Linked DNA regions of Sus scrofa: region 1 is linked to region 2. A link is a contact called in public HiChIP or PLAC-seq data. All regions are on one chromosome and are shown on one strand. Each heading gives the region's core, a stretch centred on a gene start, on an enhancer-like site or on the middle of the called end of the contact. The rest is flanking DNA. Distances are from core to core; before and after follow the strand shown.

Evidence for each region. HiChIP or PLAC-seq counts read pairs in DNA pulled down with a chosen protein or histone mark.
Region 1: a contact with region 2 is called in an H3K27ac HiChIP or PLAC-seq map of alveolar macrophages. The contact joins two enhancer-like sites. A contact is called at or near these places in 1 of 47 Hi-C or Micro-C datasets (embryonic fibroblasts) and 2 of 2 datasets of contacts at active chromatin or transcription factors (alveolar macrophages and skeletal muscle).

What each region holds. Positions count from the first base shown.
Region 1 is chr10:15,011,130-15,014,969 of Sscrofa11.1, reverse strand. No RefSeq gene overlaps it. Among named protein-coding and RNA genes, the nearest start is that of AHCTF1, 29 kb to the left of the region's middle. Within about 2 kb of position 2,424, at least 33 of the 83 cell types and tissues checked have an H3K27ac peak or open chromatin away from gene starts, as enhancers often do. A contact at or near this core is called in alveolar macrophages, where this site is marked.
Region 2 is chr10:14,667,059-14,670,655 of Sscrofa11.1, reverse strand. It overlaps CDC42BPA (serine/threonine-protein kinase MRCK alpha), which reads left to right. Exons shown (of 40, transcript XR_002336229.1): 35 at 2,701-2,824. Among named protein-coding and RNA genes, the nearest start is that of COQ8A, 72 kb to the right of the region's middle. Within about 2 kb of position 1,910, at least 2 of the 83 cell types and tissues checked have an H3K27ac peak or open chromatin away from gene starts, as enhancers often do. A contact at or near this core is called in alveolar macrophages, where this site is marked.

The DNA of each region.
Region 1 (3,840 bases), core at 1,175-3,674, 340 kb before region 2:
GGATCCGGTGTTGCTGTGAGCTGTGGTGCAGGCCGGCGGCTGCAGCTCTGGTTTGACCCCTAGCCTGGGAATTTCCATATGCCACAGGTGTGGCCCTAAAAAGCAAAAAACGAAAAAAAATGGAAAAAACACTGATCCGTGAAGGGGTATGGAAGGATCAGGAAAATGGAAGGCGTTCCTGCTGTGGGTTAAGTATCTGACTGCCTCGGTTAGGGTTACTTTGGAGGGTTTGCTCCCAGAGGGCTCAGGGTGAGGATCTAGCGTTGTGGCAGCTGCAGTGTGGGTCGCAGCTATGGCTTTGGATTCAGCCACTGGCCTGGTAACTTCCATGTGCCACAGGTGCACCCAAAAATGAAGGGAGGGAGGGAGGGAAGAAGGAAGAAAGAGAAAATGGAGCAGGGGAATTTGTGGGGAAAGTTAGGACTGGATTGCCCCCCTAAGAGGGGTGGCATTGGGGGGGGGTGTAACCTCCATCACGTTACAAGAGGAGAACCAGCCTGAGACCCTCACTTGGGGGAACTCCTGGGGAGGCTCCAGCCATGGCTGGGGGAATAGGTGGAGAAAGAGGAAATAGGGCTTCGTTTAAGAGCAGGAACCAACCACTGTGGGCCTCCTGATGGAGAGAGCAGGCCAGGAGACCTTCTAAATTTGATCCGGGAGTTGGTCTGAGAAGGTGAGGGAGGGGCAGCCGGCAGGAGAAGGAGGGCATCCTGAGCCTGAAACAAAAATCAGACCCAAGAAGGCGTCCCTTTTACCATCTGCCAGGGCCTCAGAGAGCCTGCTGTGCCCTGACCTCTGCTCCTACCTGCAGGCTGGGCGTGGGGAGCGCCGTGAAACCCCACCTTGGATGAAGATTGCCGCATTCATCCTCTGGATGCTTAGCCCGGACACCTCGTTTCTGAAATGAGACTATGTTTTGTGATTTAAACATCTGTCCATAGACTGATCCCATACTCCAGAGAGAGCGGGAAAGGTCTGGAGCCCATGGTGTTTAGTCTAATGGCAGGGAAGAGCTCACGGAACACATTTGAAGGAGCGGTGGGTGACAAAAAGTTGCTTTTGGACCACATCCTAGGAGCGGTGCTAGTCACATGTGTGGGTGTGGTGGTTAATGGTGATGGGCAGGCCTCAGACCCCTAATCTGCAGGGGTCTACAGGGCGGGTCCTGTGGTTGAGGAGCCGCCGGCAGGAGCAGGGACCAACCCAAACCAGCTCCAAGGGAGAGGTCACTTCAAGGACTCTGACTCGTGGTACAGGCTGAGTTAAAAAAATTCATCTGTGTTGTTAATGGATGCATTTGGAGTGGATAAGCAATGAGCTCCTGCTGTAGAGCACAGGGAGCTCTGTCTGGTCGCTTATGATGGAACATGATGGAGGATAATGTGAGAAAAAGAATGTGTATATATGTGTGACTGGGTCGCTTTGCTGCACAGTAGAAACTGACAGAATGCTCTAAACCAACTCTAGTGGAAAAAATTAAAATCATGAAGAAATGTGTCTGTGCAGAAGATGACACATTTGTAGACGGAGTTACTGCCTGAGTCAAAATTCCATGGGACTCGGGGGTATAGCTCAGGGGTAGAGTATTTGATTGCAAAATTCCATGGGACAGAGTCCCACTCCCAGCTGTAGTCCCCCCTCCACCCATGACTCACAAAGGGTGAGAATTGCACCCCCCTCCCCAGCCCAGTCTTCCTGAGAAACCGACACTGAACTCCACCAAGCTGATCAGACTTCATCCTGTGACGTGTCAGAGCTAGGCGAGAGAGACATGCTTGCAGGTGGATCCTGGTTCCAGTTTGGAGAAATTGACCCCAGGGATACATGTCCTGCTCCTTAGGGAATGAAAATAAAAGATGTTACTGGAAAGCTGAATTAATACGCAACATACTTGGAGTTCCCACTATGGCTCAGCAGTATCAGCAGTAATGAATCTGACTAGTATCCCTGAAGATGAGAGTTTGATCCCTGGCCTCGCGCATGGGTTAAGGATCTGGTATTGCCTTGAGCTGTGCTGTAGGTCGAAGACGTGGCTGGGATCTGGCATTGCTGTGGCTGTGGCTGGCAGCTGCAGCTCTGATTCCACCCCTAGCCTGGGAACTTCCACATGCTGTGGGTGCGGCTCTAAAAATACAAAAACAAACAAACAAAACCCCCAAACAAACAAAACCATGCAACATCCTTATACATTCTGCCAAGTGTACAGCTCCAGAAATCTTTGATTCTGTGCCTTGCCTCCAAGCACCGTCCAAGAGCCTGAATTTTTGCTCTCCAGGCGATGTTTGCACTGCCTCTGTGTGTGTGTGTGTGTGTGTGTGTGTGTGTGTGTGTGTGTGTGTGTGTGTGTGTGTGTCTGCGAGCTGCCACTGCGGCTGCCATCTCGGACTGCAGCTGGTGTTGATGGCGCTGAAGCGCTGAGTCACTGGCTGTTTAGTTGCCCTTACATCACGTTCCATTGTCCTTTCTTCCTTTCTAGGCTTTTAAGGGCTCTTTCAGTGGTTTGGTTTGGTTTTGTTTTTGCCTCCGGGCCTGTTCCTATTGGGAAAAATGGCTACAAAAACCCAGAAGCTGCTGGGGCTTCTGAATAAACCTGAACAGAAGGACAGGCCGTTCCTGCAGGCTGCTGAGAACACCCAGTGCCCACATCTCCTCAGGGGCACCCAGTGGGCAGGGGAAGTGAGCAGGGTGCCCCAGGGTGGGCTCTGGCTCATTTTTCGGTAGCTCTCCCTGCTGTGCTAGTTTGAACTAGATCTGATGCGTGTAACAATCTTTCTGCATTCCAGATCCCACGCTCTCCATGTCCTGTTTTCGCACAAGTGTAACAGGTGGTGTAATTATCTGCGTGACATAAATTCTTGGAGAGCTGGCCTCCGGAGAACTGTCTTTAAATGACCATTTTGACCCAACAAGCTTGTCACTTTATTAACATTTTTTGGTTATAAAAAGACCTATTTATTATGGAAAAATTGGGGGAAACCCAGAAAAGTATAACGAATGAAATAAAAAGTATCCATAATCCATCATCCTGGAGTGCTCACTGAACATCTCGATGTAGACTTTTTCCAATATTTTTGTTTATATCTACCGGGAACCATCGACTGGAGCCACCACGTTGACTAGTCACAGTAATAGCCACTTGCAAGCGTTGTGTCACAGTGGCAGGCCCTGATAAGGTACGCGGTGCAGCCCTGAAGACTAACCAGGAGGATTTGGGAGGGGCCTACGGGAGGGGGAGACAACCAACCTCCCAGGATCCTTGGCGCTGGAATCCATCTTGGCCGAGAGGTGCAGGTGGCACCAGAAAGGACCCTGAGCCAGACTGAATACAGGCCGAGCAAGACGACTGGCCAGAGACAGCCCGGAAACTAACCCCATTCCCATAAAATCTGAGGCTGTGAGCCTCGTGGCTGAGCCGTTCTCCTGGGTTCCTTCTCCTGCTGCTCTGGACCCCGGGCGCCCCTTCCCAGTAGGTCTCGTGCTTTCTCAGCACGGGTGTCTCCTTGGACAACTCAGTCCTGAGAGTCAGACAAGAGCCCATGCCGGGGCCCTGGGAGGGGGTCCCCCTTCCTGCCACATAGCAATGGATTTGCACACACATTGTACATATCAGGCCCACACTGGACATTTTGTTTGAATTGTAAAATGTGCTGTGAATATACTCTTATGTACATTCTGGAAGTGCTGCAAACTAGTGAAGTCTGAGCCAGGAGATATTGCTGTATCTTTGCCTTATTTACTGTTTTATTTATTTATTTATTTATTGGTTTTTTAGGGCTGCACCTGTGGCACAAGGAAGTTCCCAGGATGGGGGTAGAATCAGAGCCCTAGCCACAGCCACAT
Region 2 (3,597 bases), core at 661-3,160:
CCAAAGTCTGTGACCTCAACCACTATCATATTCTCGGGTTATTGAGATTAACTGCTGGACAGAAAGTCATTCTGTTCAAGCTCGCATAGCCGTATAGGCAAAATATTTATTTCTGACTCATCATGTTATTTTTCTGTGCTGAACTGAGTAAATAGAAAAGGGACAGCTGTACTCTTCCTACAGTAAACCCTAGCCAAAATTTGTAGCACTGGAATTGTGAAAATTCCTCTGGAGTTCTGATTTGGGGCCTTCGGAATACATCATCTGCCGGTGCATAGGAATTAGAATGACATGGGCAGCAGAAGCAGGGCAGGGAGGAAATTGACCCGAGTGCCCAGTCTCAGGAGAGGACGTGGAGACCTGGGCACTGCAGACAAGAGGGGCAATGTCAAAAGCAGCGAAGTGAGTCCTAGCTGGGGACACTGCCCACGTCTCATTCAGTAAGTTGGGTGCCAGCCAGAGTGTGCCTGAACAGTTAAAAACTCGCTTTTAACAGGTATTGTTATAATGCTGTCTTCTTACAATAAAGTTATTCTCATGTCCTAGCAGCAGATTTCTCTGTAACAGAGATAAAAACAGATTCTTAGATGTATGATCTTTTGTGGTGGATCTAGTTAATGAAGATATAATTATGGTTTATTATGTATTTTAAATGATTTAAATTAACTTAAATGGGAGTTCCCATTATGACTCAGTGGAAACAAATCTGACTAGCATCCATGAGGATGCAGGCCCCAATCAGTGGGTTAAGATCCGGCGTTGCCGTAAACTGTGGTGTAGATCTCAGACATGGTTCAGATCTGGCCAGCAGCTACAGCTCTGATTTGACCTCTAGCCTGGGAACCTCTGTATGCTGCAGTTCTGGCCCTTAGAATAAATAAATAAATAAAATAAAATAAATAAATAAATAATAAAAAAGAAATAAATTGACTAAAATATAAGTTAAAAATACTGGCATCAAGAAAACATGAAAATGTTTAATACCAGTTATCTCTGGGAGTGAGATTATTATCTTTATCCTTTTCTTTTGTCTTCTTTATTTTTCCAATACATTTGTATAGTCTATCAGAAAAAAAAAATCAAAAGTTTTTTTTTTTGTTTTATTTGTGTGTTTTCAAGTACTAAAACATACACTAACTGCTTAGCTTCGGATTTGAAGCTCTGGTACCTCCTCTTGGCACTGGAGACTTCTTGGTATATAGTCTGTGACTGTAGGAGAAGTCCGATGCTCAAAGGATGCTCCAGTGTGACTTGAGAAAGGATATTCCTGTATTAGAAATGACTCTGCTCAGAGAGAGCATCACTTTGAAGCTAATGAAACTGGAGCTTTAGGCGCCTCAGTTCTACAGCCCTATATTTTATTTTATACATGTTTCTTGGAGGAACTCTAAATATTTGCATAAGATTAAATCCACCCTGTTCTCACTGTATGTGACCATGATGATGGTAAAAGGTGTCCATTACCCAGTTTATCTCTACAGGTAAACTCTAGTCCAGCTTGTCTTTTTTTTACACTTTCATTTTTCTACTCTAGGCTAGGGGTAAAAGTGGAGGTTGGAGAAGGAAGACCTGACAAAATTTCAACATAGTTGTCTTAAACTTTGCCCAGGGAAAGAAAGGGAAGGAAATCCTATTTCCTTAAGATTGTTTCTCTGGCTTGTCTGTTTCTCTTTCAGCTCTCAGGAGCCAAGTGCTCTTACAGGCCTCGGCTATGCAAAGCCACTGCAGCTCACCAAGATCTGCTTTACCCTCGCGCTTCTCAGTTCTCAAATTCTCATCTACTTTTAAAATGTTATCCTTTTAACATCTGTTGTGAGGAAAGCAGTCTGATTAAGCTATTATGATGATACAGGAGAACATTGCTCTATTACTTATCATCTTATGCTGGTTTCTTCCCACTTCCTTTTTCTCATTTGAACACTCTAAAGATGGGCTTTTCTCTTTTTCCTTATTTGGAGAATGGCGATCATCATACTGTATGGATACAGTCATCTCTTTCAGAGCATGTTCACCATTCCCCAACCCATGGGAGCCCATGGCTGACAATTTTATTTGCTTCTCAATACTGAAGGTGAAATAGATGGGCACTGGGTGCCTGGGTGTATACTGTTAAGGTCAGAAAGAGTAGACATAGTGATGAGATTCTTAGCTTTAGTAAAGGGAGCTAGTAGGCAGGCAGTTCCTTTCCTTTACTCCGTACCTTGCAAATTAGATCTGCAAAGGACATGTTTTAATATATAAAATAATTTCAGTTGTTACCATTTTCATCAGTCATTTACCATTGGTGCCTGATTACTGTGCAGATATTAACAATAAGAGCTTTTTAACGCCCTAAGCCAGTGAAGCGAGCACCTGGGAGGAGGGAGAAGATCATGTAGAGACATTGGGAGTGGGCTGGCCAAAGTGGCCAGACACCAAGACAACCACATCTTTCTTTTTTTCTTCCATTAAAATTGTACCATTTTATATTTATAATTAAATAAAAGGGAAAATACACTTTGCAAGCTGTTTAATTTCAACATGTATTTACTTACATTTTATTGAATTGTTGGTTATTTACTATGATTATCAACATACAACTTTTAAAATTTAGAATTGCGTATACTTGTACAATTGATTGATATTTGTACCATCTTGGAGATCAATGGATTAAAAAGCATTTTAGCACTTTCATTGTCCTTTGTTGTTTTTTTTTAACAGAAGGAGATGAACTGGTAGTTCCTGAAACATCAGATAATAGTCGAAAACAAATGGTTAGAAATATTAATAATAAGAGGCGTTATTCCTTCAGAGTCCCAGAAGAGGAAAGGATGCAACAGAGGAGGTAGATATTTAATTTATACTCATCCAAAGATGCTTATAGCATCGGAAAGACTATTTGGTAGTAATACTGTATTTGATTTGGAAGCAAAATTTGATCTCGTAAAATCTGTCATTCATCATCTCTGGTGTTAAAAATAGTGAATGTATTTCTCTGTGTAACTTTAATGCTCTCCAAATTGTGATTATGTACTAGATTTAAGTACTATATTTTTATTCATTTCTCTCTGTATGTGGAATCGTTACAATTTTTAGAATGTGGACCTTTATAAACAGAGAGCATATCTATATAGATTAACTATTCTCTTAATGACCAAACAGAAATAGGTTTGAAGTGTTTCTGGTTACATACAAAAGCATTTGTAAAATATTAGCAATTGTTTAAAAAGACATACATTGGAATTCCCTTCATGGCTCAGCAGAAACGAATCCGACTAGCAACCATGATGATGAAGGTTCCACCCCTGGCTTTGCTCAGTGGGTTAAGGATCTGGCATTGCCATGAGCTGTGGTGTGGTCACCGATGCAGCTCAGATCCTGCGTTGCTGTGGTATAGGCCAGCAGCTTCAGCTCCGATTCAACCCCTAGCCTGGGAAGCTCCGTATGCTGCGGGTGCGGCCCTTAAAAAAAAAAAAAAAGACAGAAATAAAAAGACATACATGAAATGTTCAGAATTATCTGTAAAATGGAGTACAGCTTCTTTGTTATTTAAATACTAAAATAACCCTCCTGTGTAAAGAAAAACTCTCCTTTACTGCTGGTGGCAATGTAAATTGG